2 separate regions of the Mus musculus genome follow, and region 1 is linked to region 2. The links are chromatin contacts, called in public promoter capture Hi-C maps. All regions are on one chromosome and are shown on one strand. The core of a region is the stretch at or near the end of the contact, and the rest is flanking DNA. Distances in the headings are between cores, read along the strand shown. Region 1 holds the start of Arfgap2 (ADP-ribosylation factor GTPase activating protein 2). Region 2 overlaps Madd (MAP-kinase activating death domain).

Evidence for each region. Promoter capture Hi-C pulls out the DNA fragments that hold promoters and counts their contacts.
Region 1: a promoter capture Hi-C map of liver shows a contact between it and region 2. The contact joins the promoter of Arfgap2 here to the enhancer-like site in region 2. A contact is called at or near these places in 8 of 39 promoter capture datasets (3T3-L1-derived adipocytes, the C10 cell line, the HPC-7 cell line and 3 more), 3 of 484 Hi-C or Micro-C datasets (liver and olfactory sensory neurons), 3 of 115 datasets of contacts at active chromatin or transcription factors (T-cell acute lymphoblastic leukemia, embryonic stem cells and liver) and 4 of 9 other capture datasets (adipose tissue, liver, macrophages and 1 more).

What each region holds. Positions count from the first base shown.
Region 1 is chr2:91,262,860-91,267,362 of GRCm38.p6, forward strand. It overlaps Arfgap2 (ADP-ribosylation factor GTPase activating protein 2), which reads left to right and starts at 2,256. Exons shown (of 16, transcript NM_023854.2): 1 at 2,256-2,545; 2 at 2,713-2,831; 3 at 3,367-3,439; 4 at 4,266-4,397; 5 at 4,477-4,503. The coding sequence starts at 2,474. Pacsin3 (protein kinase C and casein kinase substrate in neurons 3) reads left to right here. Exons shown (of 11, transcript NM_001289678.1): 7 at 1-84; 8 at 200-320; 9 at 428-564; 10 at 906-1,027; 11 at 1,332-1,821. The coding sequence ends at 1,447.
Region 2 is chr2:91,150,281-91,154,680 of GRCm38.p6, forward strand. Madd (MAP-kinase activating death domain) reads right to left here. Exons shown (of 35, transcript NM_001177720.1): 25 at 4,365-4,400; 26 at 4,155-4,260; 27 at 2,174-2,284. Among named protein-coding and RNA genes, the nearest start is that of Madd, 27 kb to the right of the region's middle. Within about 2 kb of position 2,936, at least 4 of the 459 cell types and tissues checked have an H3K27ac peak or open chromatin away from gene starts, as enhancers often do. A contact at or near this core is called in liver, where this site is marked.

The DNA of each region.
Region 1 (4,503 bases), core at 1,006-3,505, 110 kb after region 2:
GGCTGCTGAGCGCCAGCGGCTTCTCTTCTTCAAGGATGTCTTGCTCACCCTGCATCAACACCTCGACCTCTCCAGTAGCGACAAGTATGACGGCGCGCTGGAGAGAGGCTCCCCTGACCTCCTCTGGGTTCTGGTGGGGCTGCATAATTTGACATTCTAGGGGCTCTTGGCCTTCCCTGTCTGACTGGGTGCCTCATAGGTTCCATGAACTCCATCGAGACCTGCAGCAGAGCATTGAGGCTGCCAGTGATGAAGAGGATCTGCGCTGGTGGCGGAGCACACACGGGCCTGGCATGGCCATGAACTGGCCACAGTTTGAGGCAGGTCTTAGAGGCTGGGTGGGCCTGGGTTGGGCTCAGTGTGGATCCCAAAAGGATGACAAGGTTTGCGATGAAGTCAGTGAAGGTGGGCCAAAATCTCTCCACAGGAATGGTCGTTAGACACACAGAGAGCCATCAGCCGCAAGGAGAAGGGTGGCCGGAGCCCAGATGAGGTTACTCTGACCAGCATTGTACCGACAAGAGATGGCACCGCACCCCCACCCCAGTCCCCATCGTCCCCGGGGTGAGAGCCGGGATCCTGAACAAAACCAAGACCGGGCTCTATGGCTTGCTTGTTACCACTTCTTCCTGCTTTCCTATCACATCAGTGCCCGACGGCCATCTTGGGAGAGTTAATTTCACCGAGGTTTAGATTTGCTCCATGGTCCGGTGTCTCTCGAAGTTTGGCTGTATAACAGTCCTGTGCACAGAGATAGACCTGTATCCACAGTAGTGAGTGGCAGCAGGATGGCTGTTCACTTGGCTCCTCCCTGCCCGCCGCCAAGCAGCCAAGCCCTTTGTCTTGAGTACTGGATACAGTGGGTCTTGTGCCCTGAGTTGTGCCCCTTGTGTTCCCCTCTCTAGTAGCGGGCAGGACGAGGACTGGTCAGATGAGGAGAGTCCCCGGAAAGTTGCCACTGGGGTGAGGGTACGGGCGCTTTATGACTATGCTGGCCAGGAGGCTGATGAGCTGAGCTTCCGAGCAGGTATGCTGGGCCCTTTCATGGTCCTTCCCACTTCAGCCCCCGTCCTACTTGCTAGAGCAGGGCTGTAGACGAAGAAAGCCAGGGACTCCATCCTCACAGGCTGCTCAGGGTCCAGCTGCAGCCTGACAGTTGCCTCCCTGGGGTCTAAGGTTGGGTGGCTTTTCCTGGCTGTGTCCTATCCTGGTCTGAGTTGGGTATCCTCCAGTTTGTCGGCCCTTGTGCTATTCCATCCCCCAGTCCATGACCTAGTTTTGAGACCAGTAAAGCCAGTGCTTTGGGCAATGACTGTTTTGTCTTTCTTCAGGGGAAGAGTTGCTGAAGATGAGCGAGGAGGATGAGCAGGGCTGGTGCCAGGGCCAGCTGCAGAGTGGCCGCATTGGTCTGTACCCTGCCAATTACGTAGAATGTGTGGGCGCCTGAGTGCCCTGACAGCCCTACCAAGGCGTCTCTCTGACCTGGGCCAGAGCTTAACCCTTCCTGGACTGCTGGACCTGAAGGCCCTGAACCATGTGCTGCTGCTGTCTCTCTTTTCCCACAGGAGGAAGTCTCAGGGCCCATGAAGGGCAGGGGTCTGTGTCTAGAGTTGGAGGTTGGAATGATGGAGGGTCGAGAGGTGCCCGAGCCTCCTCGGGAACATTTGGGTCATCCCAGAGTGGGAGGATCCAGCTCCTAAACTGTTTAGGAGTTCCTGGGGTGAGGTTGGGGAGAATGTAGTTTGAGGCTGGCAGCACCTTCTTTTGTGACTTGTAGTGTGCATTAAATTTGATTAAGAATAAAAACCCCATCAAGTGTTGTGAGCGTCTTTTGATAGCCTACTCTTGCTGGTGGGAGGCACGGGGTCGGCCCGTGGGCGTGCCATGTGTTATGGAACTGGGATTGGGCAGGCAGTTGCCTCCTGGTATCTGCCCCGGAATTTCAGGAGTGCAATCTGGACTGGAAGGGACTTGGTGATCAAGGTTGTTGTGTGCTGGCCTCTGCTCTAGGCCAGTTGCTGGATTGTGAGCTGAGCTGGAGCCCTGCCAATGCCTTCCGGATGGGGCTATGAGCACTTGGGAGATTGTTAATCATTACTCGTCCATCACAGAGTCTGTTACCATGGCTCTCTGCCTGACGCCTACAGCCAGTGGTCGAGCGGTACGTAGGGTACCCGGGTCCAGCAGGAACTCGTGAGGAAGTTTGGGCCAGTCCACGAGCCGTCGCCCGCTCGGGCTGCGGATTGGCCAGGCGCAGCGCGGCGTTCACTCTCAGGCCCGTGGTGGAGCTCCCGGCTGCTAACGTCATGTTTCAGCCCCGCCCGACGTTCATTGGCCCAGATCTGGTCGAATCACTCCACTCGTAGGCGGGTCGGGGCCCTGTCGTGACCGGCGCGGTGAGCCTGCCTTCGCCGCCGAGGATTGGCCCGCGCCGGGACCTGTCGGTCGCGGTTGTGTCTGGGAAGGAGAGAAAATGGCGGCGAGCCCGAGCAAGACCGAAATCCAGACTATTTTTAAGAGACTTCGCGCAATTCCCACCAACAAGGTGCTTGAGCGGGCGGGGTACGGGTCCTGACGCCGGCGGAGAAGACGTCTCTTGTCCCCTGGGGTCTGAGGGAGGGCGAGGACGGAGGTTGGAGGCTTTCTTGTGGTTTCTAGCGCCGGGCCTCGACTCTGGGCCCTAACCGTTCGCTTGTCGTCTTTTCCACTTAGGCCTGTTTCGATTGTGGCGCCAAGAGTCCTAGTTGGGCCAGCATCACTTACGGTGTATTTTTGTGTATTGACTGCTCCGGAGTGCATCGCTCCTTGGGTGTCCATCTCAGCTTTATCAGGTAGGTTCTGTGTGAGGGTGCTGTGCCTCCACGGGGGCTGTGTGCGTGGTCAGCGACGGGGAGAGGGCGCCTGGACTTGGACCTTCCTGAATTTGATGTTTGGATTTCTCCTGGCGGGAGTTCTGGTAGCCTACAGCGGGGGCTTGCGGGCGGAGGGCGGCGGGGGGTTCCACCTCTGTAGACTTCTCTCTTCACAGTTAACATGGTACTCAGCATCAGTTTGGGGGAGAGCTTAGATGCATTGACCTTGTTATTGCAGAAAGATTGGCCCAGTAGGTCTCCAGTGCGACTTTGACCAAACTTTAAGAAGAGCCAAACCCGTGCCTGCATTTCTCAGAAGTCGACCTCCTTTCGGATCTCCTTTTCAGAAATAATTAGTACCCTTTGGATTAGGCGAAGCGCAATGATTTCAAATACAGGGGAGAGAGGAGGAAATGGGACAGTGACTGATGGTTCCTGGACACCCACAGAAGCCTGAGGCCGAATGACAGGTTTAGTCTTGATAGGGAAGGTGACACTCAGCCCTTGTACACAGGTCCACAGAGTTGGATTCGAACTGGAGCTGGTTGCAGCTGAGGTGTATGCAGGTCGGCGGGAATGCCAATGCGGTAACGTTCCTTTACCTTCTTCCACCCCCATCCTTCTGCCTGGGTATTTAACTTTTCCTTGATTTCTCAAAGTGAGTTTGGTTTCTCTGTTCCGAGAGTTTGCAGCTCTGGAACATGCCACACACTTTTCTAAATTCAGAAAAATTTAAACAGCTTCTTTCAAAGAGGCTTAATGAAATACAAACTGGGGGGGGGGGCTTGGGGGACTTTTGGGATAGCATTTGAAATGTAAATGAAGAAAATACCTAATTAAAAGAAAAAAAAAAGGAAATACAAACTGAACTAGACAGGTGCTCTCTGGCAGTAGCAGTGTCTCCATAGTCATTGGGGTTTTGTGGGCTCCTGGAGGGAGGATAGCTGAACAGAGAAGTACATACATTCTTCAGTCCCCTAGACCTTGTTCCCTGCTCTTACGGGGAGGGGCTGGCATGGTGGTTTTTGGGTTTTTTGAGGAATTTTGGAGGAGGTCAATTAGTGAGTGAAGGTGTTTATTGAGGGAGGCTGGTAACCTGAGTTCATTCAGTTGAGGGAACCCACATAAGGTGGAAGGAGAGAACCAACTCCATGGACTTGGCCTTTGACCTCTGCACACATGCTGGGGTGCACATGGAATAAATACAAATAAAAGGTTTTGTTGTTCTGTCTTGTTTTGAGAAGAAATCTTGGAAGACGTTTACCTCTTTGAAAACCTGCTGATGTCAGTAGTGTGTCATCCTGAATAAATAATAGCCCAATTGTTTAGTAATGTGTCTCCTATAGTGTGAATACAGTTTTCTTTGGCGAGAGTATTTGCACATACATATTACTCCTTCTCTTTGCTCTCCAGACTGCTTTTTTCCGCCAACACGGATGTATGGCCAATGATGCTAACACCAAATATACGAGCCGAGCTGCCCAGATGTACCGAGAGAAGATCCGGCAGTTAGGGAGTGCAGCTCTGACTAGGCATGGTACTGATGTGAGTGCTGGTTCCTGGGCTAGGGTGCTGGGATAAGAGATAGTAACAGCCCTGAGTTTCAGTGTCTCCTCTCTTCCAGCTTTGGATAGACAGTATGAACAGTGCT
Region 2 (4,400 bases), core at 1,686-4,185:
GGAGGGATTTGTTTGTTTGTTTATCATTTTTCGTTTTTCGAGACAGGTTTTCTCTGTATAACAGCCCTGGCTGTCCTGGAATTCAATCTGTAGATCTGGCTGGCCTCAATCTCAGAGATCTTTCTGCTTCTTCCTCCTGAGTGCTGGGGTTAAAGGCATGCACCAACATGCCCAGAAAACCAGGAGATTTTTAAAATAATTCTTTAGACAGTTACAGTATAAGCCAGATGGTCCTTAAGCTTGTGATCCTCCTTGTGTTATTTAAGATGTGATTTTTAAAAAGTCAGTTTCAGGGTCCACAGAGATAGCTCAGCAGCTAAGGGCACTTGCTTTGCTTCCAGAGGGCCTGGGATCTGAGTTCTATCACCCGCATGGTGGCTAACAACTGGCTGTAACTCCACTTTCAGAATCCAGCTCCCTCTCTGTGCTCCTTAGGCACCAGGCACACATGTGGTGCAATACATACATGCAGACAAACAAAACACATAAAATATTGAAATTTTAAAAAATGATAAACCCAGTTTTAGGCTAAAATAAATAAATCCTAAGTAATAGAATCACTGGTGTGCCTCATCACATTCAGCATGAAACTGTTGGGCTTTTTATTTTATTTTATTTTATTTTATTTTATTTTTTTTCCGAGACAGGGTTTCTCTGTATAACCCTGGCTGTCCTGGAACTCACTTTGTAGACCAGGCTGGCCTCGAACCCAGAAATCCACCTGCCTCTGCCTCCCGAGTGCTGGGATTAAAGGCGTGCGCCACCGTGCCCGGCTATTTTAATTTTTAAGAACTTATTTTATATATATATACACACACACACACATATATACACACACACACACATATATATATATATATATATATACATATGTATATATATACACACACATATATATGTATGTATAATATTTATATGTATGTGTGTATTTATGTACACTGTGTGCATGTCTGGTGCTCTCAAAGGTCAGAAGAGGGAATTGGATCCCCTAGATACAGATAGTTGTGAACCACCATATGGGTGCTGAGACAAGTGCTCTTAACCACTGACCCAACTCTTTAGTCCTTAAATTATATTTTATTTACTTATTAATTCATTTATTCATTGTGTGAGTGTGGGTGGGTGGGTAGTGTGTCTGTGTGTGGGCAGGCATGTGCTATGAAGCTCATGTGCAGGTAGAGGACAGCTTGCAGGAATCAGTTTTCTATTTCTACCACGTGGGTTCCAAGGATCAAACTTAGGTTGTCAGGTTTGGCAACAGTACCTTTACCTACTGAGCTATCTTACCAAACACTGTCTTTTTTTCTCTCTGCAGGCCTGGAGCCCTGGCTGTCTTGGAACTCTCTCTGTAGACCAGGCTTGACACCATGACAGCTTACAAAACTGTCTCTTTTACAGAACAGGATGCATGGAGGTGAGGGTGGGGCTACATAGTTCAGTGTCAGGATAGCAATGTGCCACAGTCTATTCAAGACTGCTTTTGAGTTTTGGTACAAATATTAAAAAGTAATAGAAGGCATCTTAGCTGGACTTTGGTGACTCACACCTTTAATCCCAGCACTCAGAAAGCAGAGGCAGATAGATCTCTGTGAGTCTGAGGTCAGCCTGGTCTATAGAGTGAATTCCAAGACAGCTAGGGCTACACAGAGAAACCCTGTTTCAAAAGAAAAAAAGAAAAAGGAAAAGGAAAAAGAAAAAGAAAAAGGAGGCATTTAAGTGTTGTGATGAGAACAGATTTCATCTCAGATCCGCAGAGGTGTGCAGACCTCACATGGAAACTGCTGTACTCTAACAGCTGGAGGACTGAGAGTCCCCACACTGAACAGAAGGACCAACACCTCACCTGGACTACTGCCCCATTCTCTAAGCTACTAACTATAACTACCCACCTCTAAACTACTAACTCTAACTACCCATTCTCTAAACTACTAACTCTAACTGCCCATTCTCTAAACTACTAACTACCCATTCTCTAAACTACTAACTCTAACTACCCATTCTCCAAACTACTAACTATAGCTACCCATCTCTAAACTACTAACTGTAACTACCGATTCTCCTCTAAACTAGGCATTAACTGGGCTGCATAGCAGCATGGCAGACGTGTTTAGTGTGAAAGCGCTGTATAGGCAGGGGGACACGCAGGATAAAAGGGACGGTCCGATGTGCTCACCAGGCTGTTCAGCTGATCGAGCACCTCATTGACTTGCTGGCTGTACACCAGCCCAATGTGGGACTTTCCCATTAGGCGCCGTACTTTCTTCCTGATGTCATTCTTGTTCACCTGTAAAGCCAAGACAGGAGTCTTAATAAAGGCTCTGCTCCCTTCCCAAGTGAGGCAGAGACAAGAAAATAATCAGTTTCCACTTACCTGAGAGAAATGGAATTCTGAAAGACTATGTTACTGACTATGGCAGAACACTTTCAACTGTGTGTTCTGTCCATATGCTGGGGATTGCCTCTGCCTCTAGCTAGCTTCTACAGGAAAGTGGCTCTTAGAGAGTTGGACATCAAGGAGACACCTCCTCCCATCCTTTACCAACACCACCATAACATCCTCCCCAAAAGGACTTCTTAGAGTATGATTTAGAAACAGTAACACAGGTACAGTAAAGTGGGACGCTAGTACCTGAGACACCTTGCAGGTAAGCACCACCATCCACCCCTGACCACAGGGAAATGGAATTCAAGCATAAAGAAAAGCTTACAATATAGGAATGCTGACTTGTCAACTTGACACAAGGTAGAGTTATCTGGGAAGGACTCTCGATTGGGAAAATCCCTTTGTAAGACTGGCCTGCAGCTGCAGATAAGCCTCTGAGTTGTTTTTTGATTAATGATTGATGTGAGAGCCCAGCTGCTCACTGGGCAGTGCCCTCCCTGGGCAGGTTGGTGTAGAGGTCTATTGAGAAAGCAGCCTGAGCAAGCCAATACGCAGCACTCCTCCATGGTGTCTGCATCTGTTCCTGCTCCCAGGTCCCTGGCTTGGCTTCCCCTGATGATAGACTATCACCAGTTAGCCAATATGCCCTTCTGTTCTCATGTTGTTTTTGGCCATAATGCTTATAACAGCAACAGAAACCTAACTAAGACACAAAATCAACCAAAGCAAAAGGCTCACAGAGTCTGTCTCTGTGTTTGGGAACTGCTCCCTTCACATTTAAAAGCTAGGGAGAGGCTGGAGAGATGGCTCAGCGGTTAAGACTGCTCTTCCCGAGGTCCTGAGTTCAAATCCCAGCAACCACATGGTGGCTCACAACCATCCGTAATGAGATCTGATGCCCTCTTCTGGTGCATCTGAAGACAGCTACAGTGTACTTACATAAACTAGATAAATAAATCTTTGGGCTGGAGTGAGCAAGGCCAGAGCAAGAAGGGAAAAATAAATAAATAAATAAATAAATAAATAAATAAAAGCTAAGGAGAGCTCAGGGAGGCTCATTCTCACAATAATTCTCTGCCACCACCAATCCAAATCCACATTTCTCTTTCAGAGAAGAACTTCTCTTGATAATTTGCAATACACTTCTCCACAATTATAAATATGAAGCCCAAACAACTCACACTAGAGTTACCACTCCTTTGTTAATAAGCAGATACTTTTTGGACAAGATTTTATATAGTTTTACTTGGTCTTGAACTTATAGCCAAGCTTGGCCTTGAATCCCTGATCCTCCTGCCTCTACCTCTCAAGTGCCTTATTTGCTGGCATGAACCATCATGCCAGTAGACAGCTTTTACTAGCTACAGAAAATTCTACATGACAAAGGGCTGGTGCTCAAAAATAAATTCTGAGCCCCTGAAGGTTTTAGAATATACTACTGAAAAAAAAAAAAAAAGAGTATTAAATCAGTTGTAATTTGAGAGCTCTGTTGTAGCCTAAAACAGCTCAGCAAAGGGAATACATCAAATTCAAAGTAAACCAGTAACAGGTAATAATCAATGACTTTCATAACATTCAGTAACAAAACAGCCTGGCAGCTTCAGTTAACGCAACAGTGGGCAAGCTGCCACAGGGGCCTTGAACTTTTCAGTCAGATACTTTGGCAGCTTCCAAACCAGTCCAAAATGTAGGCACTAGACCTAGTCTTGCCCTTCTAGCACCAGTAACAGCTGGACATAAGCAATACGATCAATCAGTACATAAGCAATACCTTCATCAGCAGCATATAGGATATGAGGTTGTGTAAAAGTGTGGCCAGCAAGCGGTCTTCATCATCCTCCAGGCGCTTCCGGTCGTGTTCCCCTAGGGAGAGGTACCTAAGCAGAAACCCAGGCACAAGTTAGTTCTCAGGCAGGAGAGCCCAGGACTACGAGGAAGGAACTGAAGAGGCACAGTGCCAGGTCTTTGTCAAGTCTCATACCTGTCGATCATTTCCTGAGGACCCTGGTCCATACCC